Regions from separate parts of the Anas platyrhynchos genome. Here region 1 is linked to region 2. Evidence: chromatin contacts called from public Hi-C data. All regions are on one chromosome and are shown on one strand. Each heading gives the region's core, a stretch centred on a gene start, on an enhancer-like site or on the middle of the called end of the contact. The rest is flanking DNA. Distances are from core to core; before and after follow the strand shown. Region 1 holds the start of PEX11A (peroxisomal biogenesis factor 11 alpha). Region 2 holds the start of FAH (fumarylacetoacetate hydrolase).

Region 1 (4,334 bases), core at 1,800-4,299, 280 kb after region 2:
ATAAATTCCATGAAGCCACGCAGTCAAAGAATTTGACATGAAACCTCTGAAGTAAAGCAGGAAGTGAGACATGGTTTCACACATTGGCTCACTACAAATGGTTGAGATATATATTTTAATCAATCTTATATAAATCATTCTCAGCACATGTCCAGGCAGGTTCCACCAAAGGGGTCCAGAAAACATGCTAGCAGCAAATGAGTTGGCAGAGGCAGCTGCCATGAAACAACAGCAAGGAGAGTTGGTTGTAGTGTTTTTAGAAACTGTCTCTGTGCTGTCCGGCTTATGTCAGCAGAGAAAGTTCTTCAGGTCTACATACTTGCAGCATAAAAGTGAGCCATGGTGAATCAGAGAAAGAACTGAGGTAAATAATTATGGGGAGAAGAAGAGCCTTCACTTAGCCTCTGCTTCGTTGAGCCTAATGGGAGCTGGGAACTGCACTGACCAGTTCCAATCAGCCAACTTTTGGGATCAGTGCTGATCCATACCAGGCCTTTTGGGAGGAAAGGGAGCGGCAGGAGCACGTCTCTAAGCTGGAAGAGGGACTGGGAAGATTAGGAACAAGATCCCTGGGAACCCAGAATGCTTGGAACATTTCAAAAGCATTGCTGATGGCCCCTGTGCTAGAACACAACAGACGTCATCAAACACACCATGTTCTTGCACTTGCCTTGCAGCAGGACTCCTGCATAATCACCTCCTGAGGACAGCACCACCTCCACACAAGTACTTCGCTTGCTAATATCTTCCTGCCAAACAAAAGCAGGCTGGCGTCAAAGCAAGATCACTGAGTCACAGAGCTCCACGGCCTTGCACAGTTCTCAATAGTGCTGGAAGAACAGAACTGAATATTCTTTCCCAGTAAAGTATCTTGTGCCTAGAGTTTTGTTTCTCAGGTTTCCTCTGGGTTGGCAGGAAGGTCTGGTGGCCCTTAATGCTGCTCTTGCGTGCTCTGTCTAAGCACCTCAGAGATGTTTAGTTTGCACCTTGCATCAGGCTGTCCTTCTGAGGTGTATGTAAGCCATTAGTTCTGAAAAACACTTCCCTGAGACTAGTCTAAATGAAGAATTATTCCTCTGGTTCATATAGGATGGTGTCAGGGACTTCCAGCAGCTACTTTTGTTGCAGACACATCTCTGGGATGTTGGCATGGGATGACTTTGGCACTCAGAGAGCATATGTCACATCACCAGCCAACCTGCATGCTCCTGGCTCAGTGAATGAGCTCTGGTGTCAGCATGTGGCTGCCCATGACATAATTTCCTGAGAGCAATTAGTACTCTTCATGATTGATTATTTACTAGTCCTTACGCAGTGTCTATGCAATTAAATCAGTACTTACCACCTCATTTAAGATCTTAATGAGTAGGAAGCTTTCCCTGTGAAAGCAGAAGAGCGAGACAAGCCCTGGAATAGAAATAGGAAGAGGAAAGTGAACAGATGGTAGCCATGCTCTTGGGAGAGGGCTGTTACAATATCTGCAGGAGAGTGGACAGGACTATGTTTTTGTGTTTTTTTCTGGGCTCAAGGAAGAATATCCCACTGCTTCCAGTGGCTTCCTTATGTCATTACCAGCAAACACTTGATTGTACACAGAGATGGATAAGACAGTCTGAAAAGCACCTCCGCCAGAAATGACAGCTTTCAGACGAATCAACAAACAAACTTATTCACCACAGGGCTGTACAATTACAGGTGCTGAAACAAAGCACAAGCAGGAGGTCACACCTAGCAATGCTTCTTTCCATCTGGTCTAAAACTTACTGCACTTCAGCCTCAGCCCTGCATCTGCCTCTGCTGTTCCAGCAAGGACACCAAACCCACACCCTTTCCTAATCCCAAGGCCCTAGGGCCACTCTATCACCCTACAACCCGTTACCTAACACTCTTTGCAGGGCTTTCTAGGAAATACAACAGCCACGCTCACATTCCTCCTGATTTAGCACTCTTCCATAAAGCAGCTACCAACTCTTCAGCTCCAGAGCCCAGCCATCCACCAGCCAGGTCAGGGAAACCCATGTCACACCTACCCATTTCATCCACAGTGAGCAGGACATGGTGCTCGTTCCCCAAGTCCGAGGAGCGGATGACACAAATCTCTGTCTTGACTGCATCCCAAACACAGACCTGCTTACAGTCGTACATCCTGAAGGCAGCCAGACCCACAGACAGACCAACAAAGATGAATTTTCCAGACACTGACAGGCAATTGGCTGTTCCAGTTACCTACCAAGAGAGGAAAAGATGTGTGCACCCCACCACTACAGATGAGGGGGATACATCAGCCACACCAGCAATAATCTCCTAACCTTTCACCAGTAGCAAAGGCTGATTTGTTCTACAAGGGAGAAGCTTTTGCATGAGCTTTCATCAGAAGAGCAGGGGAAGAAGGTCACATCTCTGTCACAGAGATTGCTTGGTCAGGAATTAGAGAGTTTATTTCTCTCAGAAATAAAAATAACAATAAAATAAAAAGAAAAACCTGCTCACAGCATATTCACTATTACACAAAGCTGAGCTTGCTCATTTGTATGCTACTGACTAATTACCTTCTGGGCTCAACAAGGGTGGAGCAAGCCAAGGAAGCAGAAGGTGAATTTAATGCTCTTTAATACCTGCTTCTTTCTTTTCAGAGAGATGTGATAGATGGGTGGCAAGCAGAACCTGTTGGACAAGCTGAGAAACTGCAGCCCTTTTGAAATGAATCGGGGAGATGGTGGTGGATTCTGAGGAAGGTGATGAACAGAAGGATGTAAAGCCAACTGAATGGATATTCACTAGAGAAACTGGCAAGGTAATTGCTGCTGTCCCTGGTGTAAGGGGCTCTGTACCTGGAATTCAGCTGTAGGAAAGCATTTTGTGGGCTGGCCCTTCAGTTTTTGTGCTTCTCGGAGCGTCTCCCTTCTTTCGATGATTTCCATAGCATTTTCAAAAACCAGCATCACCAGTTTGTTGGCCATCCTGAAGGGCTGAGGCAACACATCGCGTATTCGCTCGGGATCCTGCTGGAAGAAGTCTTCCTCATCATCCTTCAGCCAGTCCTCTTCAGATGGCGGAGGAATCTCCAGGGAATGCTTCCGGACACGCGCGGGCATCGTGCTGCCTCTCGCAGTGCAGAGCACAGCACCGGTGCAGTAACCACAGCAGGTGCAGGAGAACGAAGAATCGCACAATATCTACTTTCATGAGGTAAAGGGGAAAAAAAAGAAAATCTGGTTAATGATAGTTAAGAGGGAAGAGGGTTCCTTTGGGAGTGGGCAGAGCAAAGTTTCTCTGTATTGTTTATTTCTACTTGTTGCATCCCCTCTGTTACTTTGTTTTTGTTCCGCTCTGCGAATATCGGAGGCAAAGACACTGATATTTTACATTAAAAAATAAATAAATAAAGTCAAAGTTTAGGAGTGAGGTGGATAAGATTTATGAAAAAGCATTAAAAGAAAAAAAAAACAACAACCTGGGAGGAGGGGGGGGGGGAAGCTTTTCGCGGTGACACCGCCCCGCACCTGCCCTGCTGTTGCCGGTCGCCATGGCAACGGGCCGGCAGCGCCGCGGCCCGGCCGGGGAAGCAGAGCCCGGAGCGGGGGGGTTCCGGCGGCGGAGCGGGGCGGAGCGGGGCGGAGCGGGAGCGGCCGCCGTTGTGGTGCCGGTGCCGGTGCCGGCGGGGCTGCCCCGGCGCCATGCAGCGCTTCGTGGACTTCACCGAGCGCAGCCAGGGCCGCGAGAGGCTCCTACGGTGAGTGCTCGGCCCTTGTGCCGGGGTCCCCGGGTGCCCGCCGTGCTCTCAGCCCGTGTGTCTGTGGTGTTTTGCAGAGCCACGCAGTACACCTGCATGCTGCTGGGCTATGTGCTGCAGCGGCAGGCCGAGAAGGAGGAGCTGGTGCTGAAGCTGAAGCAGCTGGAAGCCAGCATGAGCTCGGGACGGAAGAGTAAGTGCCGGGGTCCCCGGGGGCGAGCGCCTCCTGGGGACACAAAACCCTTCTGGTGGACTCATGGAGCTGTCAGCATCCTTACCCTGCCTTGGCTTGGCAGGATCTGCACGGCTACAAAGGCATTTGTCGCTCCTCCAGCCTCCTCTGCCATGAGTTGCTGCAGGGAGGGCTGGAGCAGTGAGTTAACAGGCAGGAGTTGAAGTTGTCAGCCCTGTTTTGGGACAGAACGAGGAGTTTTGGCACACCGCTGCCTCACTGCACTCCTGTCAGTCCTCCCAGCAAGGTGGCTTACTACTAAAGATCCCCATCCCCTGAAAAGCACCTCTGAAGAACCATCCTTCAACGTGGCTTCTTACATTTTACTTCACACGACTTTTCTTTAGCACTTACACTCTACTAATTTTT
Region 2 (4,246 bases), core at 517-3,016:
TGCGTTCAAAGACAAAATTTCAATTATTCATGCCTTTAAGCAAGTAGAGACTAACTGGTCACAGTCATTATGAAAAGTAGATTAACGAAATGGGAAAATCATCGATGAAAATCCATGCTATTAAACCTGTTTGTTAGTCTTTAATTTCTAAGCAAGTTTCCAAATGTGATAATAAGTATTTATTCAGCAAACATTCCTGCAGAAAACTCTAGAGGTCACATCAGGTTAATTTGTAACTGGGATAGACAGGAATTACATCGACTGCTTTAACTTGAAATCACTGGAACATTGTGCCACTTTTAAAACGTTATTTTCCCAAATAATTTCTGCCTTTTAATAAGATCTTGGCAAAGATGTTTTCTTCAGCAAACAGTCACTGGCGAAAGTGGAAAAATAATCCAAACTTGTTAGATAACAACACACGCATCTAGGAAGAGATTAAATGAACCATCTCGTTTTATCTTGGGAAAATACCAGATCAGAAAACACAATCTTTGGGCTTAAATTCCTTTTTGAACCTGTATTGATAAGTGGAGACAGCAGCAAGCAGGAGATAATAACAAAGTTTCAGTTCACAATCCTCTAGCTTTTCCTTCCCAGAAATCACTCTCTTCTCCAGGGCACATTTCAGTGGCTCTGGCAGGTCGGGTGTCTGCAGGTCTGAGGTCAGCAGTCAGCCTAACTGGGCTCAGCACGTAGGAACTGGGAGCCACCTTCTTTGGAAAAGGCTGAGCCACGTTTTCTTACGTGATGGATAAAATACAAGGCCTGAATCTGGCTCAAGATGTAGCCTTTGGGCATAGCAGTTAGGACTTTAGCACATTTAACACATTGCTGCAGTGCTTACGCCCAATAAACCACAACTGGTCAGCTGCAGAGATGGAAATGACACAGTTTGTGCCCTGCTTAATGCTTCTGCACCCAGCTCTACCAAACTGATGAAGAGCAAGCACTTAAAATAAAACAGAACAAGGCACTCACTTGAAAATACAGCTATTTCAGGACAGAATTCATTTTCCCCCTATGCTAGTTCATATTGTGCAAACAGGACTGGATGCTACAGAGTTAACGGCAGATGAAATCGGTATTTAATGTGGCTTCTTGAGGGTGAAGGTGTAATTATACCCAGTCACAAAGAGAATGAGGAATTGAGTTCAAAAAAAGTCAGTGCAAACAGTGATGTGAAAGGATCAGATTTAATGATTTTACAAAAACAAACAAAACCCCAACAGTCAAAACCACATAAAAACTCTAGGATGTATTAGCTAAAATACTCGTCGGGAGTACTAACACTTTCCCTTTCTTTTCCATAGTTTCAAGGAAGCTGTCATAAAAATAACCACATTAAGCAAAAAGACAACGTGCCAGCTACTGCTCTCAAACCAGGAAGCCTGCACCCATGTCCCAGCCTGTGAAGTTTTTCCTTATCCCACGCTGCTGGGAATTTCTCCTCTTATTCATAGGCTCCGAACAATTACAACAGCCCAGTGCAACGCATGCTGTTACTCACCTCCTCCTTCGTGGAGAAAACACCATAAGGGAGATTTTGGAGAGGAAAATCTGAGTCCTTGTCTACCTGGATGAAAGACATGCTGAGTGCCAGCAGTCCCTGCTTACGAACCTGCCAGGCTGCTGTGCTCCTACCTGGAAGGAAGAACCTCTCCAGATGTCGCCAAGGGGAGCACAGAAGCACCAAATCCCACCCTCCGTCCTCGGCCCCAAACCAATCGCAGCCCCGTCTCCATCCCACCCCTCTGCCTGCTCCTGCTGGCAGCCGCCGCAGTTAATTAGTGCCAGAGGTTTGCGTGAGTCAGCAGCTGGTAACTGTTCCTGGCGAGAAACAGGCTCTTCCTGCTTGATAAACCCTTCCGTGAAACCAGGGCCGCCTTTTACTGGCTGCATCCTTGCGGGTGGCCGAATCCCAGCAGATGGCTCCAGCCGGCGTGGTCAGAGCAGGGCCACGCTGCTGGTTTGCTTCCCGTGGGTTGCGTACCTGCCAGGGCGACGGCGAGATGATGATGCCCACGTCAGATGGAGCAGGTCTTCTCCCAGGAGCACTGCAACCCTGAGAAAGTTGCACAACTTGCACCTGAAACCGCACTTCACGTGCGTAGCAGTTTTGTAATGCAGTACCCAAGCCCTATTTTCCCCAGATAGCCCCAATTGCTTAAAAACACGTACAAACAACAAAGAAAGAACAGGGAGATTTTTGCCTTTTTCTGCTCCCAGCCCCAGCTTTTTCCTACCCACAGGACATCCATATTCAGGAAAAGTAGTAACCAATGAGGAAATATCTGTGGAATTAAAACTAAATAGCAAAGACCACCCCTTTTCAATAAAAAGTTAGATGGCTTGTGACTGCCAAACCAAAGAACTGAGTCGCTGCTCAACTTTTTAATTTTTTTTTATTTTTTGGCAGAGAAGACTCATTAGAAGAAACACAGCAAGCTGTAGAGCCAGATATTCAGTGTAAGATGACACAACACCATTGACAACCACCCATCTGTGACAGCTCTTCCCTCGTGGAGAAGAAAGCTCACATGGTGCTGTCTGGCATGGGGTCTTATTTAAAACAATACAATTCCTAGCACCGACTCCTGTAAAATTTCCTGTAGGCAAATTCAGTATCTTAGGTGCAACTCCATTCCAATGATTGTTTAAAATGTTTAACACAATGAAGAGGTTTTGTGCCAAGCTTATAGGAACTGTGCATATAACCTTACTCCAAACAAGACCTTGGAAGTATGTATCAAACACTGCGTGCATCTTGAAAAAAACAGATTTATTCAAGTGTTTTGTGGTGCTGTGAATACGCTGGTATTAATTAAAGTGTTCATCTGCTAACCTCAAGCTGATGACAAAATATAAAGCATTACTGGTTATCCAGATTGAGAGGCAGATCAACCACCATGATAACGTGGAGCTAATGCCAAAGCAAACAAAGATGACACAACTCTTATTGTTAGGGAAAGAAGGATTTCCAGTCCAAATGCAAGCTTATTGAAAGATATGGTCCTGATATATATTCTTAACTCCTATCTGCATAAACCAGGCCACAAAGGTTTTTAGGTTGCTTTGAGAATGATGTGTAGAAACAGAATTGCCTAATACTGACCTAGGCCGAGTACTGCCACCACACAGCAAGTCAAGTTTCCTCTTGGCACAGTCACATTTCCTACCATACAATCAAGGGCCAGAAGAGTTGTTGCTTCACAGCAGGCAGTGGTAAAGAGATTATGTGAATTCCAAGGGCAGCCGCTTTCCTACCCTTCCTTCTTCTAGTCTCTCAGATAGCAGAACTTACAAAGCTCAATTCTTTTTCCTCCACTGTTAAACCTACAGCATCTTCTCTGCTTAGCCCAGAAGTGTCACTGTCAGATGAAAGGCAGACTAGAGGGGCATGTATGAAAAAGACACTTTTAGGAAGACAGACCAGAAACAGTGAATAGAGAAGAAATCAAACTGAGAAGGAAAGCAGAGACAGCCATGAAAGAAGATGCTGCTGCTCTTCCCTTGTCTGTGCTAGGTCAGAGAAAATTTAGCAAATGCTGTGAGGAACTGTAAGATCTTTGACCCATAGGAGCAGACCATTACTGAAACTTGCTGGAGTTATTTATACCCTCCTTTACTATTAAAAACACCCACACATGTGTTCCATAAATTGTGATTAAACCATTTTTGCAAGCTCAAGATAGTTCATTATTATTGGGTCCTGCAAATCACTTTCCATAGCTATCTGATAGAGAAAGCTCCTTCTGCTGCGTAGTGTTTATATGCTGAATGTAGTGCTTTATCTACTAATTGCCAGCCATAGCTTTTAAAGAGCATTCAGAATTTTAAAGGATGCAGTCAGCTTTGATTAAAAATTTAACATTTTAAATAAAGCCATGCAATCTCATTTATTTCACAAATGCTCAAAAGCAGCAGGCAAGTCACCAAAGTGAAGTTTCAACTTGGGATCAGTACCATCTGGAGAGGAATTGGTTTTACTTTAGCGTACTGTTATGTTCTGTGATAAGCAACCCTGGCTGAATTTACTGTGCTACTACACAAACCACTCAACCTTTGTCATATGGATGACCAGGATGGATGAATAGTTGAGGCACTGACTCTGATCTGAGAAAACAGGCAGTTGTAACTAAAAGGAAATTAATGAATACCCCTGACAAAATCATAAAAAAAATACCCTCTACCCCCCCCCAAGAGGATTACTTACAAGCCTGTAGATCCACTAAGGAGCGTAGGG

What was found. A called contact is a pair of places that touch in the nucleus more often than the background predicts.
Region 1: a Hi-C map of skeletal muscle shows a contact between it and region 2, with 2.7 times the contacts expected there. The contact joins the promoter of PEX11A here to the promoter of FAH in region 2. A contact is called at or near these places in 2 of 8 Hi-C or Micro-C datasets (skeletal muscle and subcutaneous adipose tissue).

Annotation. Positions count from the first base shown.
Region 1 is chr11:16,945,423-16,949,756 of IASCAAS_PekinDuck_T2T, forward strand. PEX11A (peroxisomal biogenesis factor 11 alpha) reads left to right here and starts at 3,050. Exons shown (of 3, transcript XM_072043595.1): 1 at 3,050-3,189; 2 at 3,811-3,926. The coding sequence starts at 3,050. It overlaps WDR93 (WD repeat domain 93), which reads right to left and starts at 3,095. Exons shown (of 15, transcript XM_072043593.1): 1 at 2,832-3,095; 2 at 2,031-2,226; 3 at 1,343-1,407; 4 at 667-749. The coding sequence starts at 3,095.
Region 2 is chr11:16,670,593-16,674,838 of IASCAAS_PekinDuck_T2T, forward strand. FAH (fumarylacetoacetate hydrolase) reads right to left here and starts at 1,767. Exons shown (of 14, transcript XM_005027150.6): 1 at 1,511-1,767. The coding sequence starts at 1,591.